Regions from separate parts of the Mus musculus genome. Here regions 1 and 2 are each linked to region 3. The links are chromatin contacts, called in public Micro-C and promoter capture Hi-C maps. All regions are on one chromosome and are shown on one strand. The core of a region is the stretch at or near the end of the contact, and the rest is flanking DNA. Distances in the headings are between cores, read along the strand shown.

What was found. Promoter capture Hi-C pulls out the DNA fragments that hold promoters and counts their contacts. A called contact is a pair of places that touch in the nucleus more often than the background predicts.
Region 1: a contact with region 3 is called in a promoter capture Hi-C map of liver, with 2.4 times the contacts expected there. The contact joins the enhancer-like site here to the promoter of Ccdc177 in region 3. A contact is called at or near these places in 7 of 39 promoter capture datasets (the 3T3-L1 cell line, 3T3-L1-derived adipocytes, the C10 cell line and 2 more), 12 of 484 Hi-C or Micro-C datasets (B cells, the Ba/F3 cell line, the G1E-ER4 cell line and 5 more) and 2 of 9 other capture datasets (embryonic stem cells and pancreatic islet).
Region 2: a contact with region 3 is called in a Micro-C map of embryonic stem cells, with 1.9 times the contacts expected there. The contact joins the promoter of Smoc1 here to the promoter of Ccdc177 in region 3. A contact is called at or near these places in 1 of 39 promoter capture datasets (stem cell-derived epiblast-like cells), 1 of 484 Hi-C or Micro-C datasets (embryonic stem cells) and 1 of 115 datasets of contacts at active chromatin or transcription factors (pancreatic cancer cells).

Annotation. Positions count from the first base shown.
Region 1 is chr12:81,180,927-81,183,626 of GRCm38.p6, forward strand. The region is part of intron 11 of Smoc1 (SPARC related modular calcium binding 1); the gene reads left to right. Among named protein-coding and RNA genes, the nearest start is that of Mir3067, 16 kb to the left of the region's middle. Within about 2 kb of position 1,360, at least 10 of the 459 cell types and tissues checked have an H3K27ac peak or open chromatin away from gene starts, as enhancers often do. A contact at or near this core is called in liver, where this site is marked.
Region 2 is chr12:81,025,429-81,028,128 of GRCm38.p6, forward strand. It overlaps Smoc1 (SPARC related modular calcium binding 1), which reads left to right and starts at 1,380. Exons shown (of 13, transcript NM_022316.2): 1 at 1,380-1,730. The coding sequence starts at 1,635.
Region 3 is chr12:80,759,433-80,762,135 of GRCm38.p6, forward strand. Ccdc177 (coiled-coil domain containing 177) reads right to left here and starts at 1,283. Exons shown (of 2, transcript NM_001008423.2): 1 at 965-1,283; 2 at 1-94. The coding sequence starts at 66.

The DNA.
Region 1 (2,700 bases), core at 110-2,609, 420 kb after region 3:
TGGCTGAAGCACCTGTGTCTGCAAATGTGACTGCGACAGGTCTGCCTGCATCTGTGCATGCATCTCTTCAGCATATTGCTGTGAGCATGCCTGCATGGGTACCTGTCTGACAGCATCTCTATCTCTGTGTGTACACACGTGTGTTTATCTATGCCCGTTTTTAAAAATTATTTTTGTGTGTGTATGAGTGCTTCTCTCCATTTACGTTATGTGCACCAAGTATGTGCCTGGTGCCTGCAGAGGCCAGAAGAGGGCCTGTTGGAACTGGAATTACAGATAGTTGTGAGCCACCATGTGGATGCTGGGAACTGAACCTGGGTTCTCTGCAATGGCAGCAAGTGATCTTAAGTGCTGGGCCATCTCCTCAGCCCTTTATGCCCGACTTAAAATGTATCTATGTATGCATGACTATACATGCATGCACATGCTCTGTGTGTGTGTGTGTGTGTTGGAATGTGGTGAAGTAAAACGTAGGAGGAAGAGAGGTTATGAGTTAGAGTTGAGGTTGCCTGTGTAGATGGCAAGTCCATAGAGAGTACGATGGGACTCTTCTTTCCATCCCTCTGTCCAGACAACACACTGATCCTAGAGCCCAAAGCCTTCTGTTGTTCTATGTTTTAGAGTCTGGTTTAAGCAGAGGAGCAGTGCTTTGCACGCATGGGGCAGCAGTGCTGCCATTGCTTGCCTTATCAGTAGGACTTCATAGTTTAGCTTCCTTGCCCTCCGTGAGGATGACCCTAGAGTGAAGAACAATGTCTCTTGTGAGCAGGCCAGACTTATTGCCTGGGGAAGCCAAGAGAGTGGCCAGAGAGAAATACTGGGCAATGGGGCACAGATGTAACTTTGGGACTCTGTGAGGAGAGAGATAGAACCTGTGGGGAGCTGTGTGGCCAGTGCCCTGACAAGGATGTCTGTTTCTAGGCATATGGTGCTAGCAGGAGAATGGAGGACTATGAAGAAACCTAGGGGAGGGGTGAGGACAACTGTCTAGACAGAAATAGGGATGCAGGTATGACCAGAGACCCTGAAGTCAGATAGACCTGACTGTTAAGCTCTGTCAGTTCTAACCCTGTAATTTGACAAGGTTCCTCACCTCTCTGGATTTCAATGTCCTCCTCAGCCGAATGGAGGTAGTAGTATCTACCTTGGAGATTTGGAGTGAGAAGTTAACAGTTTAGAGTAGGTGATGGGCGGGACAGAGTCCAGATGCACAGCGATCACACAAAAGCTATCAGTAGCAGAGGAATATACCCATGGGATAGAGGTGCTGCTTGCTGGCAGCCTCAAGGTCTCACTTTGCTCCAAATGGCAGAAAGCAAGATGGTATATGAGAGCTCAGGCACAGGTCATCTGGTATTATGTGGTGCCCTCTGGTGGCCTGAGAGGGACTTGCATGCCAGATGGGGGCCCAAAGTGAGTGGGAAGATGTGGGACTTGGGCTGTGTAGTTTTGGGTTTGAGGGGCCCGACTTCTGGAGATGCCACAGGAGCACCCCTTCTTTTGTCTTCCATGACTCTCACTGGAGAGCTGAATCCTTTGACCAGCATGGCAAGCCAGACATTTGGAGGCCCGGGCCTCGGTAATTGTTCTTTTCCAAGTCATAAAGCAAGTTTGTCAGGGTTGCTGTCTCTACCCTGTACAGCAAGCAGCAGAGGACCAGAGAGAGGCTCAGTGTCTCAGAAGCGCCAGCTTTTCCTTGGGCTCAGTCTTCTCCTCTCCCTCTGAGGATCAGGAGCTCGGGGTCCAGCGGATGACAGCAGCAATGAGTTTACTTCCTCCCATGAATGCTGTGCCATCCTGGGTTTTTAGCCACATTAAATGGGGATAATATCACTCCTGTTATATAGGTTTGCTGAGGTACAGGGTTGCGCTCCTGTCTCTTCATTTTGTTTTCTGGCTCTTAGCTGATGAAGCAGAGCCAGGGCCACCATAGGCCTTCTTCTTCCATGTACGGATCTCCATGTTTACTCCTGAGGGCAGCACCTGCGGAGTGGAGCAGAGTAAATGTAGACTCTGAGGTTGGGCAGCCTGGCTCTGCCCTTGCTCACCTGCCTGCCTTAGGTCTGCTCCTCTTATCTTCCTGGATTTGTGATCTCACCTGCAAACTTAGATATACCAACATCTACCCTTAGTTTGTCTTTCTTGGTCATAAGGAATATTGGGAGAGGCTGAGCTGTGTCATCATAGGATCCATAGGTAATCCTGGACTTAGCAGGAGACAATCTCCAACCCCCCGCCCCCTGGGAGGCAGAGATGTAGCATAGATGTTGTCTTAATACCATCTTCTGGTTCGGTCCAACGATGTTCAGAGGCACAGGGAACTGGCCCGGCTCCTAGTATGTTCTCCCTTCAGGATCAGGTCCTGAGGGAGCATCAGGACCTGTGCACAGGGGAGGGTGTTATCAAACCAGGTCTTGGACCTTGTGTAAGTCACTCTGAGCCTTTGCCTCCAGATTTGGCAAGCGAAGGAACTAAGGTTCCTTCCACCTCTGACATTACAGGACTCGGAGACCCAGAACCAAGAAGGTTATAAATAGCCATTAAAACCCTTCTTAGCTAACAGCTGAGGGGATTCAAAGAGGCGTCCTGCGTGGGTTCCAATACCACAGTGGGAAAGGAAAGTGAAGAAAATTTGTTTATTCTCTCTTCGATTGGTGCCTGCCTCATCTATTCAATTTGAGTTCAAGCTCAGCCTGGACT
Region 2 (2,700 bases), core at 130-2,629, 270 kb after region 3:
TTCTGGTTTGTTGTTCAGGAAGACTGGCTGGCTGTAGGGTGAAGGCTGTCTGTATGCAGCCAGATGGGGGTTAGGGTTAGCTTGCTCTTATAATCGAGAAGAGAAGCTGGAAGGGAGCAGAGCTAATCTTTGTCAGGACCTCTCAGGGCAGTCAGGGAGCTGTGAAACCTGGGCTTTATTTCAATCTGGTTAGAGAAATGGATCTTTCTTCACGAAGGGACGGGCCTGGACCGGTGGAAATCAAGCACGAAGAGTTGTGTTCCACTTTTGGAGATAATCACGGGTCTCTTGCGGGGAAGGCAGCAGACACTTTGTTGGGTTGAAGTGAGTGTGTGTGATGCGATGTAGCTGTTACCATTTTCAGGGTGGCCTCTTGGACCACTATGGAAAGAGCTCTAGCACCTGATAGGCCTGCTTAGAGCTGACCTATACAATCCAGGCTTGGGCTCCCAGGAAATTGCTCCTTGGAGGTCTCTAGGATATCTGTGCTCACAGAACACTCCTCCATCTCCTCCATTCATAACTTTCCTCCTCCCAATATGGGACCAGGATTCCTGGGACTGCCCTCTCCTCCCCGGCCTCCGCCCCAGCGTTGTTAGGCCACAGAGAAGCTGCTCCTGTGTTCTTTAAGTTCAGACTGATTAGCCAAGATGCCCGGGTTCTGACCGCAGGTCACATGGACCATAGGGCCATAGGGGTAGTTTACTGGACCCTCGGGGGACCCACCTTAGGCTGCTTCGGTTCGCCTCCGTCAGAATTATCTCAGGCAGCCGCTGTGGAACTTGGGTGTCACCCGTAAGGAGATTTTTTTTTTCTTTTTGAAATAAATGAATACCTCTTCCCGTAGGTCGCAGCTCACTCTGTGGGCCGCACCTGGTGGTTCCCCAGGTTGCCCTTGATTTTGCGGCCTCCGGGAAACATTTCTCAAGGACTTTGGGTCATTTGGAGCTATTTTCCCTGCCTGCTTCATGGAGCTGTTGCGACAACTCAAGCCTAAGAACTAACACACGATAAGTGTGTAAGGCTTCTTTACTATCCAGGTGACCATTCAGGAGGGACTGAGGCTGCTGGAGCGCGCGGAGGTTCCCAGCGAGGACTTGCTGAGAAAAAGTTACTCTTTATCCCAGCCTCTGCTGGAGCCCACTGTGGCCGGGAAGCCAGTGTAGCTCCTGGGGGGGTGGGGGGTGGGGGTGGGGGTGGGGGTGGGGGTGGGGGTGGGGTGGGGTACTGACCACGAACCGCCCCTCTCATCTCTCTCCCATTGGCTTCCACCTGCCGGAGGGTCGGCTGCTACAGGCCTCTCGACCCGTCAGTCAGCCTCTCCGGGCCCCGCCCCTCCCCTCCCGGGGTTTATAACGGGAATTCCCATGGCCCGAGCTCCCGCATCCAACCTGCTGTCGCCGCGGCCACGCCGAGCGCAGCAGGCGCCACGCGCAGAGCACACGCTCGCACTCCAGCTCCGGGCCTCCGCCGTTCATGACCGTGACCCCGGGCGCAGGCTCCTCCAGCCCCTGCCGCTGGCTCTTCGGCCACTCCCAGCTGCTGCAAGGGTCCCCACCTCCCCAAGTGCTTTGAAGCTAGCCTGAGCCCCCCTGCCCGCTGCCCGCTCGTGGCTGCCCGGCTCCGCTGGCACCATGCTGCCCGCGCGCGTCCGTCTGCTCACGCCCCACTTGCTGCTCGTGTTGGTGCAGCTGTCCCCGGCCGGCGGCCACCGCACCACCGGCCCCAGGGTAAGTGCGTCTCCCAGCTGCGCGCGCCCACCTGCGCTTGGCCGCTCATCTACAGGAGGGGGAAGGGAGGTGTCAGACCTTGTCCTCGACTTTACCGTCTAGTCCCTTGCAGGCCTCTTGGAGAAGTTGCTGAAATAAAATTTCATTGCCCCCCTCCTTCCCCGCCTTTTCTTGTAGCACTGACTCCCCACGACCTGTCACCGGTGGGTTTTCTTTCTCGAACTTCTCCTGAGGTTTTTCTCCTGGGCCTCCTAGGTCGGTGGGATCTCGGCCTTGGCTGGAGCAGAGTTTCCCTATGTTGTCGCTGCACCAGTCCCTCGAGCTGGCTTTCTTGGCAGGCAGAGGGTGTGTGTGTGTGTGTGTGTGTGTGTGTAGAAGGGGCGGGGGGGGGCACTCTGCCTAGAGAGTTTTAGGTTACCCGCGAGCCACACAAGGACCTTGTGTTGTTGTTGTTTTAAAAAGCAATCGCTGCTCGTAAAACCCACAGCAGATAATTTTAATGCCCCCCTCCTGCTGGCCTGGCCCTGGAGGAGTGGCAGGGGTAGGGAGCCGTGGAGAAGTTCGGAAGAACTTCTCCCCTGGGTTGGATCGGTTGAACCTTGATCTGATTGGAGTTTCTGAACCACACGAAATGTGCCAATTCTGTGCACAGGACGGGTTGTCCAGGGCATTGTAAAAAAAACGGGAACCAGCAGCACCGTGCTCATTTCTGGTCTAGATTATTGTTCTCCCTGCTCCCTCCTAATGGTCTAATAAAGAATTTCACTGCCTTAAAAATGTATTTGTTAAACCACCTAGAGGTTCCTTTGGCAACACGTAAGGGAGGCAGTCTCTGGGCAAGGATCAGGGTCAGTAAGATCAGAAGCCGGACCTCTGGGTAGCAGCTTGCCCGCTCCCATTCTGCGAGAATCTCTCTGGGAAAATAGCAAGGATTTGACTTCTGAGCAAATGAAGTTGGCTTCTCCACCAA
Region 3 (2,703 bases), core at 33-2,532:
CTCATCCCCTTCAGAGCCACCGGGCTCCGCTCCCTCTTTCTCCTCTTCTGGCACCGGGTCCACCATAGCTGAACCTCGTTCTTTGTTGGAGTCCCTGAGATGACAGAGGGGCGGGGGGACATAGAGGATCTGTGAGCTGTTCCTCCCTCCTCAGCCATATTTACCCCTCCCAACTTAATCCGATTTCAGATTAGGCTCAGGGGCCTGATGGAACGTAAATCCTAAAACTGATGCCCCAAAAACTCAGGCTGGGCAGTTGCGGTGGGGGGACGCTGGGCCTTAGACAGCAGCCTCAGTCTCCCTCAGACCTAGAATGCAGGGCCTTTCAGGAGACCACATTGGCGTGAGGCCCACTAGCTGCATCCCCTTCCTGCAAAGATTGAAGTGCAAGGAAGGCTGCAGCCAGCGAGGGAGGCGCTGGAGGATTCCCCGGAGGATTAGCTATTTGTTTGTAGCTTAGGCGGGCTGCTGGGATGCAGCTTTGCAAGAACACAAAAGGGGAAGGGGCCTGTGCATGCCAAAGTGCATTGCTGCGAGGGCCCCAGTTGCCTAGGAAGAAGTTTATGGTTGATTTCTCTCTACCAAAAGGACCCGGAGCGCAGGGCCCCCGGGAGATGGAAGGGCTGAAAAGAGTCTCCAAAGGCTTCTCCGAGTGGAGTGATGGATTCTTTCTCCAGCCTCTCCAGCGGGGCTTGCTGGGAGCTCTCTGCCTTCCTCTTCCTCCAGCCCCCACCCGGTGTTTGCTCAAGATGCACAAGGCACCTGAATCCTCCCAGATGCACCCGATCTCCAAGGCCGAATGTGTAGTTAAAGGTACCATCAACCCCAGTATGGTGGACTCAGACATCAGCCGCTGATGCTCACCAGTTTCCGCACCGCATCTCAGGGGAGTGGGCTCTTAGAGCGCCGTAAACCCTGCCGCTCCATTCTGGGAGCTGCTAGGTCTCCGAGCGGGTTCACTTACCCCAGGTCCGGGCTCCGGCCCCCTTGCCGAGGGCTTTTGTTCGCCTCTCGCTGCTCTCCCCGGCGCCTCTTCAGTCCCTGCGCCGGCGGGGTCGGGTTACTGCCGGCTGCAGCAGCCAGCGTCTCTCCATGGGAGACTACGAACTGGGAGCACACATCCCAGACGCTACCTACCCGGGGGAGGGGGAGTGCGACAAAGTCTCCCTAAAATAACGTAGCTCTGCTCCCTTGCTCACAACTGATTCTTAAAAAAGGAAGCTGGGTTCTTCCCTCGCCTCTGCATCCATCTCCACCTCTACCGCCAAGGTACCGCAGGTCTCTCGCTGCTCCTGGCGCCTCCTGGTGGCCACTTAAGGGTATTCATTTCTTTGCTTAGAGGACGACAAAGCAATTAAAAATACAGTAACTACACATGTATGCATATAAATGAATGCATGCATACATACGTAATACAGAGAGATGTGGACATAGCAGTTATCACCAGAAATCTAGTCTTTGGGCACCTTAGGCGGGTACAATGAAGGAATCAGTATATTTCTCAAAGGGATCTTAAGCAGACCAACAAGTCAGCAAGTAATTGGGTAGAAAGAGGGCACCTGGTCCAAATAGTGATTTTTATTTATTTAAGGAAAGCTAAGATGGGAGAACGAATGAGAACAAAGAATGATGCCACATTATGAAATTGCCATTACCTTGTTTGCTCACCTAAATAACTAAAAACAGTCGACAAAAACACACGGGTTCAGGCGGCAGAACACAAGTGACCAGCGGATGCTGCTTCCGAGTCGCTAGTTTCATACGATGAGACTGATCCTGATCGATGCCATGTAATGAGTGCTTTTTGATGACACCTCATCCTACCCTTCCATCGTGAGTGGTAGTGGCCAAAGACATCCCAGATTAGAATCCTCCAAGGAATGGGGGGGGGGGGGAGGTGTAGCATTAGAGAGTGTGGTGAACTATGATGCTAAAGAATCCGAAGGGCTGGTTGGTGGTGATGCCCGCCTTTGATCCCAGCACTCAGGAGGCAGAGGCAGGTGGAGCTCTGTGAGTTCAAGACCAGCCTGAGCTACAGAGTTCCAGGACAGCCAGGGCTACACAGAGAAACTAAACAAGCAAACAAAGGAAACCATGAGGGGAAAGTAAAGTTTTTGTTTTGTTTTGTTTTGTTTTGTTTTGTTTTGTTTTGGAAAGGGAAGGTTTTGAACAAGGAAATAATGCCGCAGATAGACTTTTTAGGAACATAACTCTAGCAACAACAGGGCAAGGCCCAAGAGACTAAGGAAGCAGTTGGGGAGGCACTGCAGGTACCCAGCACAGGGAATGTTGGAACCAGAAAGGGAGCGGTGGTAGGAAAGGAGGAAGGTGGGGGTTTGTAAATACAGTGGAAGGAACCACACTCAAAGCTTGGCTCTAGTGTGTGAAGTGAGGGATCAAGGATGGCTGCCTGGAGCAGTGGGATGCTGAGACAGACAGACAGACAGACAGACAGACAGACAGACACGGAAAGCGTGGATCCAGGAGGGAAGATTAGCTGGTATGGAATGCCAGTTATGGGCAGTTGCCCCTCTCCGTCATTAGAGTAGGACCATCCAACAGGTGGCTGGTTAAGTCATACTAGAGGTCTGGACTGGAACTAGATCGAGGATGTCACCATCTATGTAAGGTCCCTGTGATGGCTAGTTTTCTGTCCACTTGACACATGCTAGAGTCATTTAAGAAGAGGTGACCTCAACTGAG